Linked DNA regions of Macaca mulatta: region 1 is linked to region 2. Evidence: chromatin contacts called from public Hi-C data. All regions are on one chromosome and are shown on one strand. Each heading gives the region's core, a stretch centred on a gene start, on an enhancer-like site or on the middle of the called end of the contact. The rest is flanking DNA. Distances are from core to core; before and after follow the strand shown. Region 1 holds the start of LRRC8C (leucine rich repeat containing 8 VRAC subunit C). Region 2 has its middle 86 kb from the start of LRRC8D.

Region 1 (6,776 bases), core at 2,624-5,123, 130 kb after region 2:
GATAACAAAGAAGGTGCCACTAACAATTTGGGTGTCTTTCCTACTTACTGTAAGGATCTAAGAATATCTGATTTGTCTCTCATTCAGGAAATAGAAACCATCTGTGTATTATCCCAAGCAAAAATATAAAGAAATTTTTAAAAATCCCTGACATCAAAGAGTTTAAAGTCTTTCAAATGTATTGCCTGGAAAAATAACAATTTTTTAAAAAAAATTTAAAAAGCGTTAGGAGTGGGCTGGGTGCAGTGGCTCATGCCTGTAATCCCAGCACTTTTGGAGGCGTACGTGTTGTCTGAATTATAAGTGAACTGACAAGGATCTGGAGGGAAACAGGCAGGCTCATGAGGGAGGTAGCTTTTATGCTGAGCCTTGTAGGAGACGCAGAATTGCAGCTGTTGGAGACTTGGTCAAGGGTGAGGTGTGTGGTGGGGAGAGACTGGCATTGTCATGGTACCCTGAGTGATATACAAGGCTAAGAGATCAGGAGAGGCAGAAAACAGGAAAGTATGTTTGCCAAAAAATACAAATTCTGATCCATTGACATATTGTTAGTAAAGTAAAAATAAAAAAAAATAAAAGAGTAAGAACAAAGGAAAAACTACAGAATGTGAATACATGTTTCTGACTCAAGACAACAAAAAAGGATGTGATTCAAAAGTTAAAGATGCTAAGAATCAGATTACACGTTTGTATAATCATATAAAGAGTGAATCACTGATAGCAATGACTAATCACTACATGCATGTAAAATATACATAAAGTGAAATACAGCAGAAATTTCTACCAGTGCTACGATACACTGGTGTTTATCTTTACTGAGCACCTACTGGGTGACAGAAGCTGTCCTTTACATGCACTATTACAAGTAATCCATACAGTGATCCAGCTAAGGAGGCCTTATTAACCCCATTATACAAGAGGAAACCAGGGTTCAAAGAAGTTGAATAATCTGAGCTCATTTGCACTCCTACTGCGCAGTAGAGTCCGAATTTGATAGCAGCTTTTTCTGGAGGCCATTCTCTTTACTCCATGCCAAACTAGAATGATTCAAAAGGAATCAAGTAGATTCAAGGATACCTCCATGGTTATGTAACCCTCATTAGTTGTAATATGCTTTCATGAGTGATCTGGAATTGGAGATACAGCCAACACTCCAGAAATGAAGTATAAAATCTTGGGAGTGTGTTACAGCCCATGAGACCATCATTGTCATGCCAGTGATAATAGCTGATGGGCAGGAGTAAATTGTCCGCTAAGGTTAAGCTCTGGATCAGTCATTTAATAGAAATCAGTGGCAAGAACATGGGTTTTAGAAACAGATGGCCTTGATTCAGAATTGGAATTCTGTTATACGGAAAATGCTGGGCAGAAAACTTTACAATCTCTGTTTCCTCATATAGTCATTATGGTGAGTTAACAAAAAATTTATATAGAAAAAATAAGCAGCTTTGAATAATTTTTTTAAAAAGTATATCATTAAGACTAAGGCGGCTTGACTTCATTCAGGCACTAACTTAGCTGTATAGTCTTTGGCCAAGTCAGAAACTCTGAACTTCCTTTTTTGTAAAATGTAGATGGTACCATCTACCTTAGGGGTTCGTTGTAAGAACCTGAGATAATGTGTATTAGGTATCTAGCATGCAGCTACATTATGTTATAGAAATGTACCATATTAAATCGTTAACACAATTCTTGGCAAAATATAGTTTCCACCTCATTTCATTTTAAACCTGGGCTTGCTCTATTATAATGTTATAGGTGACTATAAATAATACTATAGACTATTAAAAATCATAACAAATTGGTAAAAATTGAACACCTGGGAGTTAAACATATTTCTAACTTTGTATTGTTTTTTAAAAGATAAACTTCATGGAAATAAAGTGCAGCATTTTCATTCATTTATCTTACAGCTCCGAACGCATTATTTTCACTAAAAGCATTCCCTTTTAAAAACACATTTCACTAAAGTGCTTAATCTGAGAAATAATAGATTAGTACTATTAATAAAGGCTTGATTTTATTAATAAGAAAATTGTTAAATATGCTTGGTATCTCTGATACAATTCTTGGGTTGATGAGTCCGGTCTGTGGCCAACCTATTAAGTGAACCATGGCAAATATCCATCTTTGCAAAACTGCCCTACATCCCCCTCAAAGGCAACAAACTGACCCGAAGACAGAATTTGTTAATCACTCCAGAGGAAAGCAAACCAATAGCCCTGGCCTTCCCTATTAAAGCGAGTCATAAGAAATACAAATATCCTAGACTAAAGCTGTATACATTTAATGTTTGTTTACACACTTAACACATTGTTTATGAATTGAGCAAGTTTTGTGCAGTTTAGATTATGTTTTGGGTTTTCAACAAATTATTTAAAAATAAACAGAATGTATAAATGTATAAAAATGATTGGCTCTCGCCAGAGAGATTTTGTAGCGTTGTGCTAACCAAGAGGACTACTCCACTTTTACTCCTTTTTCGTCTAAATGACATCTTAATGACCTGCCCACGCTGAAGCCTCATCCATGCTTTGGGAAACCACCACATACCTGTCGGGAAATGTGACTGTTGGTTAAGGCTACATTTCTCACACTACCGCGAAAGAAGTATGTGACTTAAATAGGGCCGTAATTTCCTTTACCTATTCCTTCCCTCAAAGGCTGCTTTAAATGGAGGTAATTCAAGCCTCCCCGTGCCAAACGCCGGCACTCCCACAAAGATGGATTGGTTCTTATTTTTTACTTTAAGGAGGATGGGAACCTGAAAATGTTTCCTAACGTTTGCTGAGGCTTTAACATGCTTAAGGAATTTGAAAACAAGGCAAGTTTGGCCGTAACACTCCGAAATATCCGCATTAGGATGCGGGCTAGGTGTCCGGCTATCGCAAAACTACGGAGGATGCAAGGTTTGGAAGAAACTGTTTGGACTTTGCTGTATACCGGGCAGGCGTGGGGGGTTGGGGAGGGAAGAACTGGCTGAGGGAGAAAAGAAAGGCATTCGCGTCCACAGAACACATCCTAACGCTCCTGAGTTGCTAACTCCATCCCTAATCATCTCGTTGGTGGAACCAGCTGGAAAGGGAAAGATCAGCGAGCCTCGGCGTGGGATGAAGGCAGCGGTCTTGGCCTCAACCGCTGGCCTAGACACCTGGCTTCTGGGGCCCGCCCGATCGAGCTGAACCCCCTCCCCTTCAGTCCTGCAGGTGAGCACACGGTGCTCTCACGTTTCTTCGAGAAACCTTCCAATTCCTCTGCCTCCCCAAAAGTGCTAACTTCAAGGGTTCGGAGGTGGCAGGGGGGTGGCAGACCGGAAAGGACAGGCCCCGGGGTCTCAGGGATTTTCGAGGTAGGAAAGAACGACGATCGCCCCGGCCACGGACGCATTTTCCCTCGCGGACCGCCCCCCGCCCCCGTGCCCAGTCTGCACGACCTGCCGCGGCCGCGCGGCGCTGGGCGCCGGGCTGGGGTCCTAGCGCGGCCGCCGGGGCTAGCGTGGATTGGGTGGGGTAGGGGTTGGCGGGCTCCTGAGCCGCAGTAGCGGATGGTTCCCGGCACCACACGCCGGGCGGGCAACCACATTCTGACTGAGAGCCGGGGGGAGGCAGGGACGCGAGTGAGGCGGGGCGAGTCCTGGTGCGGCGCGCCCGGCAGACCGAGCGGGTGGCCCTCTGCGGGCTGCCCCTCTCCATCCCTCCGCGGATCCCCCGCCCTTACCTCCGGGCGCGAGGGTGTCGGCTGCAGAGGGTCCTAGGGAGCAGCGAGCTGCCTGGGGGTCGGGCTCAGCGGCTGCCAGCGACGGCGGGGTCTCTCGCGGGACCGCTGCTCATGGCTTGTAGCGCCAGAGCACTGCAGCCGCGGCCACGGCGGCGCCCTCCTCCTCGTTCTCTTCGCGGGCTTCCAGCCGGGACGCAGCTAACGCCCCAGCCCCGCAAGCCCTCCTCCCCTCCGCCTCCCCGGCCGCGGACGGAGCCGCCTCCAGCACCGCCCCGCGCGCAGCTGGGCCAGCGGCAGCCAGCGCCGCCCAGCGCCCGGCCCTGGGGTCGCTACCGCCAGCCGAGTCGACTCCGCGGTGCCAGCCCCGCTGTGACGCAGGCCGCGCTGCCCGGGAACTTCCTCCCCTGCAGAGACCACCCCGCGCCCAGGACCCGCCAGCGAGGGCTGCCGCCCGCCGCCGGGGGCTTTCTCCAGGACTGGGAGAGAAATCCTGTCTCCGCTTCGCGACGCGGCCACTCCCACCCCTGAGACGCCCACCTGGCGGGCTCTGCGTGGGGGGATTCGGCTGCGTCTAATACCACCTCCACCACTCATCCCTAACAATTCGCGGAAAACCACAGGCGGCTGTGCGCGAAGGCGTCGGCTCAGCCACCGCAGCTCCTCCCCCGGGGTAAGTTAGAGGGGAGCAGCCACCACTAAAAATAGCCCTTCTGGGAACTCCTCCGAAGGCCAGGGTCAGAATGAAGATAACCCCTCCACAGGAGAAGCGAAGGCCTCCTAAAAGAAGGGTGGGGAGGGGACGGTGGGATACACTGAGGGAGATGGAGAAGGAGAAAAGCAAAACCCAATATCCTTGGATCACGAAGCTCTTGAGCCCCTTGACAACCATGTCTCCTTTCAGGCCGGAATCCCCAACTGCACCGCCCCTGCAAGACGGGCTAAGCGGCAGATTCCGGGGAGATTCAGTTGGAATGCCCCGCCTACAGCTCCCGCATAAAGGAGTTGACGGTGCACAGCAAAACCACCTGTTATTTAGCGAGTATGGGGGGAGGGGTTCTCCCTCATTGATTGATCTGAACTGTGCTTTTCTTCTCCCCGTTTTCCTACCCAATTTCAGGATGAAAAAGCAAACTGACGTCTTGAAAGCTGGCAGCTCTCTGTATGGAAAATCTCTTCCCAGTGAAAAAATGTACAGACAAGATTACTAAGTAACAGTCTTCTGGGAATGCCTTATCAATGCCAGCTATTTGAAGAGCACCCAAAGTCAAACTAGTGCTCCGCACTGGCAGTCTGGAAAAGACAGATGTATGTGAGTAGAGAAACTGATAGACAACTAGTGCTGACCAGTTGGCCTGTTTTCATACTACAAGCCTTCAGAAAGCAGTCGCCTCCTTTTACTATGTTTCTATTTCTAAACCAAAATGAAAAGGACATTTGTTCAAAAGATATTCTCTTGGGCTTTACATTGCTTTCCCCCTGCTCACTCAGCAAAATCCTACACTTTTTTTTCCAATTCCAGTGCTGCTGTTGGGTGTCCTTCCCAGAAGACAATCTTAAATTCTCTTAGGCCTTAGGAGCTGAATCTAACACCAGTCTTAATTAACCTAGAACAAGACAAAAATTTAGGTCGTGGCTTACCTCCTAGTCAGCAGGTGGGAAAAATTCCTAGAGAGTCTGGGGGAAAAAGGCAAAGGCTAACTTTAGCAATTTGCTTAAAAACAAACAAACAAAAAAAATTCAAGTACCTTGTAAGTCACCAGGGTAGATGCAGCAATACTCTCTAAGGTAGTTTTACCTCTTCAATTCTCTTACCTTACCTGAATTTAAACACAGTGAGGCTCTGACCTTACCTGAATTTAAACACAGAAGTACCAAGGTTACAACCCTCCTGTGGAGGGCCTTATTCTGCTCTCTAATACACTTCTGGCTTTGTACCACTGGCACCTGACCACAAGCTTAGGCATCCCTGAAATGTTCCCTTGCTACCCAGTGTCAAGGAACCATTGAACCTTAGACTTTGTACTCAGGTGAACCAGGATTAAATCCCTGCTCTTCCAGTTTAAACTTAGGAAATTTACTGTTCTTTTTACCTGCCCCCTCCCCCCGACCCACATCCCCTTATCATCAGTATAGGTATAGTAGTACAGGGTGCTGTGAGAATTAGCTAATATGCTCAAATCACCAAGAACAGTGCCAAGCACTTTGTAAGTAGTCAGTAAATGAGAGCTACTATCGTACTTACTACTCTTCATCGAAAGCAAAAGAACCAGGAATAGCAAAAAGGTTTGGAAACCTGGGATCTGAATCCCCTGCAAGTTGAGTCCACCCCAAGTTGCTTTATTGCAATACTTTTGGCTACTCTGTGTCTGCCTTCTAATTGGATCAACTGGGTAGTTTTTCACGTGTAGGCAGGTAATTCACATGCACGTTAATGCTTGAAAGCTACTAGTCTAAAAACTATGCTACACGGCTTAGTTCACTTTTTCTTGTTTTGTAGCATGTAAACCTTAAACCTAGTCATCTCATCTCAGTCCATCTAATTCACATCAACATCCACACTTAGCAAGCTCTCTGTAAAGGACTGGGAGAATTAGCAATCAGTCAACTTGAGGGAGGGTCTTAAATAAGTACAAGGCTTATTCTCTGACTTCAGGGTGTTCATAGTTCATGGGAGAGGGAATCACGCATACACACAAACCAGAATAAACCATTTTGAAGTAAATGTGCTTAAAGTTCAGCACATCTCCAGAAAGGAGAGGGTACTGTGAGCTAGATGAACTGGGTACACAGTCTCTGTCTTGACCTTTCACTTTATACCCAATTCTTTAGGCTAAATTTTGACATTCTAATTGGACTTCCAGAGTGAGTAGTTCCAACACTAAAGACTCTACGTAATTATCAGATAACCATGTACAGGTTGGTGATAGGAGCAGAAGTAGATATTTCTGGGCCATGTGGGGCTGTGGTAAGGGATTTGGAATGAAATAGGTCTGGGCTTAACTCTTGTATTGCTAGCTGTGAACTTCAGTTTCCTCATCCGTCTATTGGAATATAGCTAC
Region 2 (6,125 bases), core at 501-3,000:
ACCATATTTCTTATCCATTAGGCAGCCAGCTGTTAACATGAGATCCTCCTGGTTTTGCATTCTTTTCTGCAATGCTGACACTTCCTTCTAGTCACACCCTTTGGCGCTCTAATCTGTGATCTTAGTTTTAGTCAGTGATGAAGATATTTCGCACATTAACTCTTATTTCAGTTAACACCAGATGAAGTGAACTCAACTCCTCTTCTCTTCTCACACAAAAGTTGGCCCCAAACTAGTTCAAAAATATCTTTGAATTCTTTCTTGGCTAGTGTCAGTTATTTGTGTCCCTTTAGTGATCTGATTAATATTGGCTTTTGTGATGGCTGTCACGTCAAGACAGCTGCAAGCATTGTTAAAGAAACATTTGATAAGAGGGACTACTTACCTGGAATTCACCCCCAGACCACTGAAATCTTAACTACTGTTGACAGTTTTGTGTATCCTTTAAGGAGTTCTTTAACTCTGAATTCTATAGAGAAAATAAAAAGATTTGTTGAAAATGACTGACCCCATGTGGGTTGAGAACTATATCCAGTTAACTAAACTGTAAACAGCTAACTGAATCTGTTAACAGTTAAGTATGTTATCTATAAAATAAGCTTCAAGTAGCACTATGTGTTGTAACTTCTTGGTGCCTCTAAATTAAGAGTTAAACCCTTAGATCTGGCTAAGGAAGTGACTTTATCCTAGCTCAAAGGAGGCCTTTTCCTCAACTCTTCCTCCATTATTTTTATTCTCTATTGTTTACTTATCATCTCATATGTCCCCTGTCATGTTACTTTGGAATCATTTCTTCGAGATGCAAACTGCAGCTGATGTGGTCATTGGATCTACTGCAGCCCCCACCAGGTGTTCACTTCTGGTGAGAGGTATATCCAGGGCCTGAGTGCTGGAATCCAAAGATGACAAAGGTGGAGCATTGCTGAGTTAACCTCGCAGCTGGAGGGTGTGTGCTGCATATTCTCCCCTTGGGCCATGAGAGCACATGCTTGAGAATTACACAAGCCTGTAGCAGGGCAGGGCTCAGGGCTATGGAATTGATAACACCAGTGGGACTAAGGCATCCACCATCTGTTCTTTGTTATGTTCATGCCCATCACCAAAGTAAAAATCACAGTCATCCTTCTCTCTACCATTTCTGTCTCAATCAATCACTTCCTCCTAGGCTGGCCAAATTATCTTCTCCAACTTGCCAGAGGAAGAGGGAATGTCTTTTGGTAAGGCACAGAGGAGCCCTCGGTTTTCCAGTTACACTCCTGCTAATTGCAGAGAGTTCTCAGTTCTTGGTAATCATGGAGGCTTGCATCTTTAAGCGCGTGCCATCTGCAAAAACTGGCCCCAGTTGCTATCTGGAGATGGCGTCTCCCACTGAGATCTGCATGAACTTTGTCCCTGTAGGCTACAGGGATCTAAGTAGTTTTCAAGTCCCTGGCTTTTGATAGGAAGCAAAAAGCTTCCAGATTGAGTACAGCCTGAAAAAGGAAGAGAATTTGTTGATACTTCCTGTGTTGCGATAACAAATACCCAACCTAACTGCTGCTAGATAGGGGCTGGCAGTTCTCTTCATGCTCACTATGGAGGCAGGGCGGGGAGAGTGGGAGTGGGGAGCTCTCCCGTCATGCAGGCTCCATTCATAGAACACTTCCTAAAAACCCCTTCCTGCCTTTGTAATCCTGGGGATGCAGAGCTGCCCTGTCTGCTCTGTGCAGAGCCCTGCCTGTGCTCTGCCTCGCCGGTGCCCTCTCTAATTGCCCTCTTCCTTACAAAATCCAGCTGCTGGTTGAGGCTTCTCTCCCTGTATTTACAGCCGTCTAATCAGCTGGTAATTTACTTTCAATCAGTGCCAGATTGTGTTCCTCAGATTCATATCTCCTATTTCATTTAGTGAGGAAATGATTGCCTTTCCTCTTTACCATTTGTTTTAAATACTAGCTGCCATGTTGTGCCGAGTAATGGTCTCTTAAATACCAAGGTATGACCTGGCAGTTCAAGACAGCATTTGTCCAAAGCTATCTAAACACTTACAGTGTGCTCGAGGCAAGTCGACATGCTTGGGACTGGGGTAGCATCTGTCATGCCGTCTCATGCCCAATAACTTAAGTTCTTCAGTTGTCAGTGTCAAATCTTGATTTCTAGAGGCTCCTTGTTATTTAATTCCAGCCAGGAACTGATTTCCTTGCGGGCTTCTGTGAGGCCATCCTGAATGGCTGCCGTGGGGTGAGGATGATCTGGGGCTGTGCTATGAGGTTCTGACCCTGAAGTTTCACCTGTTAAGGTCTGAAAAAACTGCAGGCCATGAACATTAACAGGTTGTTTTTGTGGCTTGTGGGGCAGGTTGAGTAGCACAGAAGAGAAGCTGGGGAGATGGAGAGAGAGTAGGCAGGGGGAGAGTCAGAGATGAAATGAGTGACCAATGGGTCAGTTGAGGCTCACCCACGCAGACCTGCTCTTAGGCACATCTTGAATGTGTCCCTGGACATGCTCTTACATGTAAATGGTGTTAGTAAGTCTCATTCTAGAAAGGGATTTCCTTTCTGCTGAGAAGCACTTTCCTAGTAGGACAGGATCAGGGCTGAAGAACTTTTGACCCCTGCCCACTCTCTAGCTATTTGTTATTAAAAATCTTCCTGCCAGCTAGTCACAGTGGCTCAACCCTGTAATCCCAGCACTTTGGGAGGCTGCAGTGGGCAGATCACTTGAGCCCAGGAGTTTGAGACCAGCCTGAGCAACATGGCAAAACCATATCTCTACAAAAAAATAGAAAAATTAGCTGGGTGTGGTAGTGCGCACCTGTGGTCCTAGCTACTCAGAAGGCTGAGGTGGGAGGATCACCTGAGCCCAGGGCGGTTGAGGTGGCAGTGAGCCGTGATGGTGCCACTGCACTCCAGCCTGGGTAACTGTGAGATCCTGTATCAAAAAAAAAAAAAAAAAAAAAAAAAAAAAATCTTCCTGCTGTCTCTGGAGAGCCTGAGGATTCCTCCCTTCTCCCAACTTCCCATACTTCTTTTATTTGTTTGGCTCGTTTTCAAGGGCATTCTAGCATTTCTCTAAAGGAAGGGCTTAGTGGTGGCCATCTGTTTGAAGCCCTGACGTGGGTAGAACGATGCTAGAGGACTTGTTTCAAAGCTGCCTGGCAGAGCATGTATGCTCTTTTCCTTTGCAGGAAAGGTAGGTTAAGGGCACAGCTCCTGCAAGCAGCCTGCCTGAGTTCAACTCCTGCCTGAGTTCACTCGGCTTAGTGAACCCAGACAAGGGTCTTGACCTCCATGTACCCCAGTCTCTCTATGGACTTAGGATAGTAATAATAGGATTCTTGTGATGATTAAATAAAATAATGACTGTTAAGTTATCTTATGATAACTGTGCTTGGTACATGAATATTGAATAAATGTTAGTTTTTACTATGAGGTTGCTGGTGATGGGGTGCGGGGAGTAACAGAAATCATAGGGAAGGCTCCAGCTCCTCCAGAGCACCCCTAGTGGTGCCTTTGCTAAACACTCTTCACTGTTTTCGGACTCAGTTGAAACAGAATTTTCTCCACAAGGCGTTCCTCTCTACCTCCCCGCCTTCAGACTCTGAGTCAGGCATCTGCCTCTATGCTTCCCAGAACCCTGTGCTCACAGACACTCACCCTTTTCACCTCAGTTTAACTTGACCTCTGTAAAGACCCTGTTTCCAAATAAACTCATATTGGGAGGTACTGGGGGTCCAACATATCTTTTTGAGGGACCACAGTTTAACTGTAACACTGACCAAGCAGAATAACTGGTTGAGGAGGAATAGAAGTGGAATGGATTGTCATCTGAGAGTCTGAAATGGCTAAGGATATCTGACCTTCTGACATGCTCTCAAAACTCTCCTGGAAACATTTGGATGTTTCAGAAAAAGAGAAAGAAAAACTCACAGGTATAACCTAAAGACCTGATCTAAAGACTCATTCATGAGAGATAGAGGACTTTCAAAAATAAAATTCTGATAACACAAGTGAAAGTGATTCTGAACAAAGGGAGCGTCTGGCTGCCAAGAGAGCTCTTTGGTGAGTTCCTAAAGGGTCATGAAGAACTGTAGGAAGGAGGAGTACATAATCAAGACAGAATATAACCTGCAAAAAGAAGCAGAGTGTGAAATACATTTTATAAAAATTCTAAGGGCAATAAAATGGGCTTTGTTAGACGTATATAGAGCAAAGAGAACAATGTGGAGCAGGCACCACATGGGGCAGAAGATTTATGTCAGCAGATGACTATGGGCAGCAGCTGTCAATTTTGTTCTAAATTCTTCAATAGAATAATTTCCAAATTGTAAAGGCTGATCAAAGATGGGCAAAGATGAAAAGACGTCAAATATAGATGAGGTGATACAAAGGAAGCACTAGCTGTCTTAAATGAGCTCAAATATTTATACTAGACTAGAGGTCGGCAATTTTTTTCTATAAAAGTGATATTTTAGGCTTTGCAGGCCATATGGTCTTGGTTGAAACTACTCAACTCCACTGTTATAGTGTGAAGGCAGTCATGGACAGTTGGAAATAGGCATGGCTGTGTTCCAATAAAACTTTATTTACAAAAATAGGCTGCTAGCCAGATTTGCGCTGGACTGCAGTTTGCTGATCCCTGCACTAAAGCAATGACAACCCAGACAACTGAGAGAACTTGCTGTTGCAACATAGAACCACTGTCAGTAATCTCTGAAAAATGCTGCAAGAAAGAGGAACTGCTCAGAATCTGGAGAAGGGCAAAGAATAAAAAGATTCTAAAATCTGTAATTCACATGGTTTAGACACATTTCCAGAACAAATGATTAGATAATCCTGTATAACAAATGTGAACATCTACTTTGCACTATTTTAAGTTACTAATGGTAAACACAACAGAAGTGGCCTTTGTACTCAAGGAATTTTTAGTGTCAAAAGAAAAAGTGATTTTGTAAGAAGTGATTACAGTGGCAATGAATGCTTTGAAAGGGGTTGGAGCAATGAAGATTTAAGCAAGGGGATCTAACTTGGTTTTGGGGAATCAGAGGAGGCCTCTCTGAAAAAACTGAGAGATCTAAAGCATGAAATTAGCCTGGAAAAGGGGACAGAGTAGAAAAGCATTCTAAATAGAGGGAAGAGCCTCTGCAAAAGCATCCGACAGAATCCTCAAGACACAGAAGTAAACCAAAAGGGGTCCATGTGGCTGGAGGACAGAGGAGGAGAATGCGACAGGACAAACCTGAGTGGCAGGACAAAACTGAGTAGCAGGCAAGAAGTTCAAGACTATGAACTTTGTCATTTCTCTAACACACCAGTCTAGCAACACTAGCAAAAATAAAAATAGGTGACTTTGACAGAACTTTGTTTTAGTGATTTCACAATGGCTCCAATAACCACAGTTCCCTTTTCAAATGCCCATGAACCAGCCTCTTAGCTCTTCTCCCTGCTCCTAGTCTTAGTTCCCTCCAATCACTCCCCACCCAGATGCATCTTTAAAATGCAAATCTGATCATATCATGCCCATGCTTATAAATCTTTCGTGGATTACCATGGTTCTTGGGACTTAACGTATTTAGATTTTAACAAGGTATTTAACTAAAATATTTTTTAAATCGATAAATAAAAACTAGGCCGGGTGCGGTGGTTCACACCTGTAATCCCAACACTTCGGGAGGCTGAGGCGGGTGGATCGTCTGAGGTCAGGAGTTCGAGACCAGCCTTGCCAACATGGTGAAACCCTATCTCTACTGAAAAAAAAAAAAAAACATAGCTGGACTTGGTGGCGGGTGCTTGTAATCCCAGCTACTTGGGAGGCTGAGGCAGGAGAATCATCACTTGAACCTGGGAGGTGGAGGTTGCAGTGAGCCGAGATCATGCCATTGCGCTCTAGCCTGGGCGACAAGAGCAAAACTCTGTCTAAAAAAAACCAACCAACCAACCAAACTACACACACACACACACACACACACACACACACACATATACACATATGGTGTATAACATGATGTTTTGATATGTATTCATTGTGGAATGGCTAAATCAAGCTAATTTGACATATTCAACATTTACCTAAATCTTTAATGATGTTTTTGGGTGGAAACGAATTTGTAGCTGATAAAAATTTGAATTCATAGAATATAGTCAAATGTC

Evidence for each region. Hi-C and Micro-C count contacts between places; a contact is called where the count stands out from the background.
Region 1: a contact with region 2 is called in a Hi-C map of fetal cortex germinal zone, with 4 times the contacts expected there. The contact joins the promoter of LRRC8C here to the enhancer-like site in region 2. A contact is called at or near these places in 5 of 14 Hi-C or Micro-C datasets (CD4 T cells, fetal cortex germinal zone, fetal cortical plate and 2 more).

What each region holds. Positions count from the first base shown.
Region 1 is chr1:151,013,478-151,020,253 of T2T-MMU8v2.0, forward strand. It overlaps LRRC8C (leucine rich repeat containing 8 VRAC subunit C), which reads right to left and starts at 3,874. Exons shown (of 3, transcript NM_001257603.1): 1 at 3,718-3,874. It overlaps LOC114677359, which reads left to right and starts at 3,829. Exons shown (of 5, transcript XM_077953100.1): 1 at 3,829-4,387; 2 at 4,835-5,026. The coding sequence starts at 3,829. The coding sequence ends at 4,245.
Region 2 is chr1:150,885,926-150,892,050 of T2T-MMU8v2.0, forward strand. No RefSeq gene overlaps it. Among named protein-coding and RNA genes, the nearest start is that of LRRC8D, 86 kb to the left of the region's middle. Within about 2 kb of position 1,751, at least 7 of the 40 cell types and tissues checked have an H3K27ac peak or open chromatin away from gene starts, as enhancers often do. A contact at or near this core is called in fetal cortex germinal zone, where this site is marked.